Regions from separate parts of the Sus scrofa genome. Here all the other regions are linked to region 1. A link is a contact called in public HiChIP or PLAC-seq and promoter capture Hi-C data. All regions are on one chromosome and are shown on one strand. Each heading gives the region's core, a stretch centred on a gene start, on an enhancer-like site or on the middle of the called end of the contact. The rest is flanking DNA. Distances are from core to core; before and after follow the strand shown.

Region 1 (3,366 bases), core at 285-2,784:
AAACGCATTTATAATGGATACATGATGTGGACCTCATAGCAGCCTCTGGTTATAATCCAACTCATCTTCTATAATGAAAGGGCAGGGAGATAGCCAAATCTTCTCTTTCTGATACAAACAAGCTGATTAGGATTTTGTGGCTGTCTCCATAGAGTATGCATCGATACTGTAATGATTTGTTTTCTTTCATTTGAATATATACCTTCAATACCATTGACCTTTATTTCCAGAAGGAATATAGAAAATTTTTATGAATTTTTGGTAAGTACAGTTTTGTGGGCAGACCTCTTACAAATCTTTAAGTGCATTTGATAATTCTGCATCATAAGCATCATTTCAAACACAAAAACCACCAGCAAAACATGACTAGACAATAAATATTTGTTGAATGAATAAACAGAAGGATGAATGACTTTATTCATTAAGTAGTCCTATGTTATTTATACTTGTCCAGCTACATTTAGATTGCAACTTGGCTTGCACTATTGATCTGTATTTAGGGAAAGAATGACTCCTGTGGTCATTCTGGCATTACAATTATATTCCTCAGAAGAACTAAAAAGTTGGCTTTCTGGGTTTATTTAGAGATACCTCTAGATTGTTGACTGCTTCACTGTAGGGTCTAGCATAGTGCCTGAAACTCAGTAGACATCTTATATGGGTTCAATGACTGTTTCCCGCTTCAGGACAGGCTATTATTCCATTTAGTCTGTGACCAAAGAAGACACTCTCTGCAATAGTCTGAATGTTTGTGTTTCCTCAAAATTCATACGTTGAAATCCTAATCTTCAAGGAGAATATTGTCTGATCTTGAATTGATAACACTGAGATTAGAGATTGTTTTTCTCAGGATACTCAACATAGAGTAATGCGTTTATAAAATAAAACTTTTGCATAATATAAAAGAACCACACGGGAGCCTCAGCATTCAACCTGATCCCAGAAAGTGCTACAGAATCAGAGATGCATAAAGAACAAAAAGTAATCTTGCCAGTCACAGAATTCTATTGCTGGAAGAGTTCAGAGATCTTACAGATGAGGAAACCAAAAAGATTAAGATTTAAGTGACCTGCCTGCAGTTAGTTATCAAAACAGTCTAAAACCTGGTTATTTTTTAGCTTTCAATCTAATTATCAACAGCTGACCGGGTTTGCCATCCTTATAATCAACATTGATTGTGCACCCACCTTGTGGGAGGTTGAAACATACAGACTTGGCCTCCAACAAGGACCTTAAAATAAGGTTTAGAAAACAGGAAATACATATGGGAAGACAAGCAGTAATATGAGGTGGTATATGAAGGGCGGTTTTGACTTGGATTTGAGTGGGAGTCGTGACGCCAAAGTGAGGAATCCGTAGGCGTGGAGTGGAATGCCCTGCGTGGACCCACGATGCTGTAGGGACCATAAACCAGGTGATTGATAAAGTCCAGGTGAGGCCGCAGGCGGGCCTAAAGTCATAAAAAGTGTCAGATGAATCCAATTTCCGGGGGCTCTCTCCCGATGTGGAGAATAAGCCTTTACGGCTCAGGATCCAGATTGCAAGGATGAGTCGGGTAAAGCTTCTCCACACCTGGGTTCCGACCCTAGAAGGGCGGGGCGAAGCGGCAGTGCAGGGGAAGGAGAAAGGAGAGTAGGCGACAGGAATTGAGGAATCCCGAGATGACCCCAACCCCGCGCAGGAGAGGCAAGAGGCGCGGCTCCGGCGCAGAGTGGGCGGAGAAAGGGCTTCCGGGACGGCGCGCGCGGCGGGAGGGGCGGGGCCTGAGGCCAAGCACCACCTACGTCGGGCTGCGTGACTATGAGACTGGCGGCGGGACGCGGCTACCGCGGCTGCGGGGCTCGGGGGGGCGGAGCCGCCGCGGGTGCCGCCGCAGCCCCGGTCGGGATTTGAAAGATTGAAAACTCCCGGTGGAGAGGGAGGCGGCGTTGAATGTGTGGCGAAAGCTCTGGGGGTCACGGCTCCGCGCCCGGCCCGGCCGGCGGCGGCGTCTCCAGAGCATGAATTACCCGGGCCGCGGCTCTCAGCTCAGCCCCGAGCATAACGGCCGGGGCGGCGGCGGCGCCTCCTGGGAGCTGGGCTCGGATGCGGAGCCGGCGTTCGGCAGCAGCGTCCGCTGCTTCGACCACCTGACTGCTGGGGACCCGGGCGACGATGAAGTGCCCCTGGCCCTGCTGCGCGGGGAGCCAGGGCTGCATTTGGCGCCGGGCGCAGAGGACCACAACCACCACCTGGCGCTGGATCCCTGCCTCAGTGACGAGAACTATGACTTCAGCTCCGCCGAGTCGGGCTCCTCGCTGCGCTACTACAGTGAGGGCGAGAGCGGTGGCGGCGGCAGCTCCTCGTCACTTCACCCGCCGCAGCAGCCGCCTCTGGTCCCGTCGAACTCGGGGGGCGGCGGGGCGGCCGGAGGGGGCCCCGGGGAGAGGAAGCGTATCCGGCCCGGCGGCGCCGCCGCCCGGCACCGATACGAGGTAGTGACGGAGCTGGGCCCGGAGGAGGTGCGCTGGTTCTACAAGGAAGACAAGAAGACTTGGAAACCCTTCATCGGCTACGACTCGCTCCGCATCGAGCTCGCCTTCCGGACCCTGCTGCAGGCCGCGGATGCCCGGGCCCAGGCCCAAGACCCGGAGGGCGATCATGCGGTCGGCCCACCCTCCGCTACTGGCCAGGCCTCCGGCTCCCTGGAGGACCACGAGGGGGACCGCGTCTGCGGCTTCTGTCCGCGCATTACCGGGCACGGGCGCGAGATGGAGGAGCTGGTGAACATCGAGCGGGTGTGTGTGCGGGGCGGCCTCTACGAGGTGGATGTGAACCAAGGAGAATGCTACCCGGTGTACTGGAACCGTGAGTAGCCGGCCGGGGGAGGGTGCGGGACGGGCTGCCTCTGCAGGGCCCAACACGCACGCGGGTGGATTTGCAACTTGATCATGGGGAGAGAGGCGCGTGAGGCCTGGCGTTTGGTCAAGGCAGGATGAAGACCGTGCAGGCGGTGCCGGCAGGTGAAGGGTAAAACGAGCAGATGGCAAAACCCCAGACGCTTTGGGTCAGGAGGAGAGTATACTGCGGGGGCTAGCGCCTCCTGAGTAAGCCGGGTGCCGTTGCCATCCCCTGGAGGTGATCCAGGAACTGATGGCCAGCCCCACAGGTTTAATTTCGTGATCCTACCTGAGCTTTGTCCACCCGGGGATCTGATTCGGTCTCATTTACCCTGAATTGCCTATAATTTAAATAACAGCCCGTCCTCTGGCTTGGGAATGTTTGAGAGAACCTGCAAGAGAATCAACAGTTCAGTTATAGACTTGGAGTAAAGAAAATTAATCCCTGGCAGGAAAGGAGATAATTGTTCTCACTGGGTGCGTTCGG
Region 2 (3,362 bases), core at 837-3,336, 330 kb after region 1:
AAGAGAATAAATCCTAAAAGTTCTCATCATAAGAAAAAATTCATAACTATGTGTGGTGATGGATGTTAATTAACTTATTGTGGTGATCATTTCCAATATATACATATTATGTTACAGACCTAAAACTAATACAATGTTATATGCCAATTACATCTCTATTTTAAAAAAGAATCCATAAAATAAATAAAAATCACTAGAGGACACACCAATGGTTCTATTAAACTAGAAGTTAATATTGTTACCTGGCTACCTTGGGCTGCTCATTCCAACAACAACAAAAAAAAGAGTCACTCGCCAGAGTGACTGAATTTGACTTTCAAAGAAGAAGTGGGGTCCCATGGCACAAAGAGGGTAAGGAGTAATAAGTCCTTTTTTCTTTTCTTTTTTGTTTCTGTTTATTGCCACATTCAGGGCATATGGAAAGCCCCATCTGGCCAGGGACTGAATCCCAGCCCTTGCTGTGACCTAGGCCGCAACTGCAGCAGTGCCCAGAATATTTAACCCACTGCCCAAGGCTGGAAATCCAGCCCACGCCTCTGTAGAAACCCAGGCCACTGCAGTCGGACTCTTAAACCATGTCACCACAGTGGGAACTCCAGTGGTATGTCTTGAATGCAGATCTGGTGGGGTACCTCTTAGAACTCCTGTGGTCTGGATGAATTTTACAATTGTTTCACTCTGATAAATTTAAAATTTACTGGGAGTTCTCACTGTGGCTCAGTGGAAATGACCCCAACTAGTATCCATTAGTATTTGGGTTCAACCCTTCGCCTCGCTCAATGGGTTAAGGATCCCTAGTTGCAGCTAGCTGTGGTGTACGTCGCAGACGGCTCAGATCGCACATTGCTGTGGCATAGATCAACAGCTGAAGCTCTGATTCCACCTCTAGCCCGGGAACTTCATTATGCAGCACCTGTGGCCCTAAAGGAGAGAAAAAAGAAAATTTACAAGGTTCTTTTGCCCAGGAGGAACTCACTGTAAATATAGGGTCAGAAATCTGAAAGAAAACAAAGCTATGTGTTTCTTAAGATTAGCGGTGTTTACTGTTGTTTACGTCTTCGCATATTCTTTTGTATGTGTAAGGGTAAAAACGAGATGGATATTCTGAAGTTGTGAGAATGCACCAATCAGTAAAACAGTTAACTGAAATTTAAGTCTCAAAAATAAGCAAGAAAAAAATTGAAATTTATGGAACGAAGCAAGGAAGGAGAGAGACTAGCTATGTGACTTCAGCATATTAACTAACATCTCTGAACCTGTTTACTAACACATGCTACTTAGGTAAGACAGGAGGTCAGAGAAAAGTCAGTTTTCTTCTAACCCAGGGTTTCTCAAGTTCGGCAATACTGAAATTTCAGGCCAGGTGATTTTTGTTGTTGTTGGGAGCTGCCGTGTGTTCTGTGCAACATTTTGCAGCGTGCCTGATCTATACCCACTTTTATCCTCTCATCTGGAGAGATGCCGCTAAAACCTGTTCCCTCCCCATCCCCGCTCCCCTAAGATTTGAGTTTGAAAATGTGCCACACATGGTCAACTGTCTCCTGGGAAATAAAATCGCGCAGCTGAGAACTAATGTCTTAACCCCACGTTCATCCAAAAAGGAGTTGAGCGAGAAATAAAACGCAGTCTGGGAGTAAGATGCAGGTGCCCCGCCTCACAGAGACTGGATTTGTGACTCAAAAAAAAACGGGATAAGAAGCTTCGAGCCTCCAGCACAAGTCCTAATCAATGAGTGGAGTGATTCTGAAGGGAAGGGGCAAATGCAGAGGGCAAGGGGCCGAGCCTCTGGCCTCTAAGAATCAAAGCAGCCCACACTAGTCACCACTTAGCTGACTCCGAGGCAAAATTATTTCCATAAAAGCCAAGACGCTGAGGCCGTGGGAAAAGCCTTAGGGAGCGCGGAGTACGAAGGAGTGAGCTCTGGATTCCTGCCCGGCGCCCGCGCCGGGCGGAGTCCCGGGAACGTCTTCGCTGCCGCCCCACGTGCTGACGCCGCCACAGGCCCCGCCCCCGCACTCGGGTTTCGCCCCTGGCCCCGCCCGCCGTCGCCTCCGCCGGCCTGCGCGCTGCCCTGCGTCAGCGGGCAGGGGCGGGCTGGAGGCGGTGGTGCTGCCACGTCCTGGCGGCTGCTCGCGCCGTGGCGGCTGAGCAAGCGACTGTAGCGCGCGCGGGAGGTAGAGGAGGTGGGGCTGGCGCTGAAGCCGGATCCGGATCCAGTGCTGTATACCCGGGTGGGTGAGAGTTCGACAAGGCCTGGAGAGGAGCGCCAACTGCGGCCCTCTACGGGTGAGGGGGCTGGGGGTCGGGGAGAGGGAGCGGGGCCGGGCTGGATGCCCTGGGTGCCGTCGTGGGCCTGCCTTCAGATTTATCAAACAGGTGGGACTGCTACCCCGAGCGAGGAGAGCTAGGCCTGGGCTAGGGCTCGGGGAGGTTCCGTTCGAGGAGCTGGGCATTGATCTTCGCCAGCTGGGTGTACATGGGGGCGTAGAGGGTAGTTTAGAGCAAGTTCAGCGGACACACGCCTGGAACAGGTTAGGGATGATGGCCAGTGGTCCGGCCATGCAGGGGGTGGCCCTTGGTAGGGCAAGAACGGAGACTTGGGTCTAAACTCTTTAGCATGGAGGATTGTGACAGCTATTCACAGTCTCTGTCGCCTTCGGTTTTGAGTGGGCACGAACGCCTGGGGCCCCCTTTTCCTTTTCGAGGAGCACCCCACAGCGGTCAGGAGCCACTTGAGGACATGATTCGGCTCCGAAGAACACCTCCTGGGCTGACTAAGTTGGGGTTTTCAATGTGCGAAAGACCGACATCCTTTGTCTCTTCCCGCGACTTCTACCCCTAGGAACACTGAGTACGGTGATTTCTGTTATGGGATGTAATGTTTATGTAAATTGAACTCTTAAAATTTCACACAAAATTGAAAGGCAATTCTAGTTTTATTAGGATATACACTCGTGAGTGAATCTTAGAAGGGATCTCAAGAAATCATTTTGATCAGTTTCATTAGGCAGGATTCACTGACATTTTTTAGAATAGAGGAGACAGCTACCTGTCTGGCACGATGATGTAAAGATTGGCTTCTACTGAGTATGGTGTTTGTAGAGCTCAAGGTGGGAGAACCACAGCAGAAGATTTAGTCCCAATTCACTCATTGGCTGTTACCTTGGAGTTAAGTCCTGAAAGTTCCACGTGCTCCAGCTTGCTCCAGGATAGACTGAGAATAATGCCTCTATTACAGAGGTCAGATAAACTATCAGAAAATACTTTTGAAAATTCTCACCTTAAGTGTAATAAATATAGCTATGTAATAAATATAGCCAGACCTATCAAAATGATCAGCGAATGGGGTGTTCTTTAGATTC
Region 3 (3,186 bases), core at 186-2,685, 430 kb after region 1:
ACAATCTAAAAAGAAAAAAAAAAAAGCATTACTTTTTGCCAAGAACTAAAAAAGCAAAGCAAATTACCATCACCCTCTCATCCCAAGCTCCATTACCTACCTGTCCGACACTTTGTAGGGCCTTCAGATCATTTTCAGACTTTTCATACTGCTTGGTAAGTTCTTTTAATTGTTCCCTTACTGAAATAATATAATTTGAATATTTTAAATTAAATAATCCTAGCCAGTGTGTTTGTCACTAGGTCTCACTTTACTTAAATTCAAGTCTATTTCACTTTACATATATTTCATATCCACTCTATCGAACCACACACACACACACACACACGCACAATACCGTTTGCAGATGACATGTTTAAAAACGAAATGTTGCAGAGAAATTACCACATTTTTCTTTTCTTGGTCGTAAATACTTACTTTGAGCACATTTTAGGTTACACTTTTAACAGATATTGACATTCTGACACTTTCAATTTGAGATCACAAATTCGAATGATAAAAGAGTTAGAGCCTTCCTCACTTCTCCACTTACCCACACGGATTGTTACTCTCTGGTTTTCTAACCCATATGAAGTCCACAGGTGCGGCGCTCCACAAAATTATATGGTTATGGTCTTCCCCCATTTAATTAAATCACTCAGGCTTTTCACTGACGGTACACTAAGAAAAAATCCTAACAATCTTTTCAGTTCAGGAAGAAAGGGAACTTTGTGTACCATGTAGAGTACTACTCAAAACACGACGAAAGAAGAGGAGGGCTATTATTGACCGATGGATCCCTTCTCTCTAAAGCTCTGTGTTGGGCTTTCCACTCCGCTAACGAGCCAACTTCCCGAGTTTCATCTCTTGCTTTGGTTTGCTTAACTCTTTTCCCCGCTCCGGGTCCCAGGACTCCAACAACACTGCACTCCTTACCTCAAACTGGGAAACATCCCTGACCCACTTCTTCCCCACTCCTCCTCTGGTCATCTACACTTCCATCTCAGAACTGGGGGTGTTCTCTCTGTCACCTGGACCAGTCTGGGCCATTTCTACGCCCGAAGAGGCTCCGCTTTTCAAGCACAGGGAGGGATGACAAAGCGCCTTGTCCCCAGACCGAGGCCTTCTCATTCCCGGTGCTCGGCTGCCGAGCTCGGCCAAAGGCCTCTGCTTTGTCATAGACAGAAGCGAGTTCAGACACGAGATTATATGGAAAGAAAGGTGCACTCACACTCCTTGAGACGGCCATCGATCTCCTTGTGCTCCAGCAGCTTCTTGCGGTAGTCCTGAAGCGCCTTATCTCTAGGGTCCGCCATGATGAGAAGCCGTCGCTCATAGGGGATGTCGGGAATGGCCATGGCCGCCTGGGCGGGGGAAGGGGCGGGGCGAGGGAGAACAGCCTCCCTGGAAGGGCGGGTTTGCGGGCGACCCCGCCCCTTCCGGTTGGCCCGCCTCTGCACTCCTCTTCCGGAACTTCTATGCCTCCTTCACTAGGGCTCCGCAGTGAGTTAAAGGAGGCCTCCGGCCACACTGTCCCCTGCTGGTCCGCTTGGGTAAAGCAAGGCCCTGATCTGGTGTATCTGAGAAGCCTTGATATGCTTGAGTCACTGCCCTCTTGGAACCACAAAAGGCTGTAGTAAACTGAGATGGAAGTGAAATAGAGAATATACATATCTCTCTAATATATATAGCTCTACTGGCTTCTCAGTAAAACAAGGATAGCTTCTTGGTAAAGAACAATAATATCCAGGTGAAGTAAGAGGTAGATGGGCCCCTGGGCTGAGAACAGCTGGGACTTCTTAGGTCAAGCAAATTGGGCCTTGTTTCTTTTTGGCACTTCAAGGAAAAAGTTAATTGCAGGAGCAGAGCTCTACTGGAGTAGAAAGATAAGATGACCACTTTAATCACTCCTGGGGTAAAGAAGACCTCCCCAATTACACATGCACAGTAAGATTCCTAGGGGGTCAGAAAAGGAGGAGGCACCAGGCCATAATAAGTCCTGATACCTGCTTAGCACACTTTGCTTTGGAATCCATCTTTACCAAAAGGTACGCACATATACTGGGAAGGGTCCTGTGTCCAGTCAGGTGTGAGAAATAAATAAGATAATTAGCCAAAGGTAAAGAAAGATCCAGAAGAATTGTGCTATATAAGTGATTTAAATCACCTCTCTGGTGTGCCCCTCACTCAGGGGACGCCTGCACCCGCACTCCTCTTTGGGGTGTGTATTACTTCTCTGCTTCTGACTTAAACTGCTTCTTTGTGTGCTTTCCCATATGTTGTACTGTGACTCTAACAATAAACTTTATACCTATTTTCACAGTCTTTGCCTCCCTGAAATGTTCTTGCTTTCAACAAGGGGCAAAAGTTAGGGCAATTCTACTTTTCACCTCTAGCTAGTCTAGTGGCTAGGATTCCTGGTTTTTTATCCAGGCTGCCCAGGTTCAATTCCTGAGCAGAAAAATAAGATCTCTCTCCAAGCCAACACTCATTGCTGTCTCTCCAAAATCACAGGATTTCAGGATACAGAAGGAGTAGGGTATTCATTTATTTACTCAGTGAATGAGGCATTACTAAGGGTTTGATCTGGTGAGGAGATAAAAAATAATAATTTCAAAGTGTAATAAATACTGTATTATAATGAAAAGAAACCATGGTGGAGGAAAATGAGAGAAAGATAGAACTACTTTAGGACAGATATCTGCAAGAAGGGGCCAGCCAAGCAACAAACTGTAGAAAAAAACCTTTCAAACAGAAGAAACAGCAGCTACAAAGACCTTAAAGTGAAAAAGAGATTTACTCATTTCTTGGAACAGGAAGGAGACCAACAAAACCAGAAAGGGGCGGGTCGTAGAAATGAGGGGCTCAAGAGGCTGAAGTAAGCTAAGAAACTTGAAGTTAGATAGAACTGTTTTTAAGATTCCTGTGCTGGAGTTCCCGCTATGGCCACAAGATAGACAATGTCTCTGGAGCACTAGGTTGCATGTTTGATCCCCAGGTTGGGTTAAAGATCCAGCATTGCTGCAGCTGTTCCGTAGGTCCCAACTGATCAGGGCCCAGGAACTCCATATGCCACGGGGTAGCCAAAAAAAAAGAAGATTTCTGTGCTTTCTTTTTTGGGTGGGGGTGGGGAGGGAGAAGTTGGCTGCTGTGTTTTTTGACTTGACAAGGGATCTCAGTTCCCATACCAAGGATTGAACCCAGATT

Evidence for each region. Promoter capture Hi-C pulls out the DNA fragments that hold promoters and counts their contacts. HiChIP or PLAC-seq counts read pairs in DNA pulled down with a chosen protein or histone mark.
Region 2: an H3K27ac HiChIP or PLAC-seq map of skeletal muscle shows a contact between it and region 1. The contact joins the promoter of GNPNAT1 here to the promoter of DDHD1 in region 1. A contact is called at or near these places in 2 of 47 Hi-C or Micro-C datasets (epiblast stem cells and liver) and 2 of 2 datasets of contacts at active chromatin or transcription factors (alveolar macrophages and skeletal muscle).
Region 3: a contact with region 1 is called in a promoter capture Hi-C map of liver, with 5 times the contacts expected there. The contact joins the promoter of PSMC6 here to the promoter of DDHD1 in region 1. A contact is called at or near these places in 2 of 5 promoter capture datasets (fetal liver and liver), 2 of 47 Hi-C or Micro-C datasets (liver and skeletal muscle) and 1 of 2 datasets of contacts at active chromatin or transcription factors (alveolar macrophages).

The regions. Positions count from the first base shown.
Region 1 is chr1:182,752,694-182,756,059 of Sscrofa11.1, reverse strand. DDHD1 (phospholipase DDHD1) reads left to right here and starts at 1,534. Exons shown (of 12, transcript XM_003121795.4): 1 at 1,534-2,847. The coding sequence starts at 2,001.
Region 2 is chr1:182,422,173-182,425,534 of Sscrofa11.1, reverse strand. GNPNAT1 (glucosamine-phosphate N-acetyltransferase 1) reads left to right here and starts at 2,086. Exons shown (of 6, transcript NM_001243376.1): 1 at 2,086-2,286.
Region 3 is chr1:182,327,319-182,330,504 of Sscrofa11.1, reverse strand. It overlaps PSMC6 (26S protease regulatory subunit 10B), which reads right to left and starts at 1,435. Exons shown (of 14, transcript XM_001928747.5): 1 at 1,211-1,435; 2 at 101-180; 3 at 1-5. The coding sequence starts at 1,337.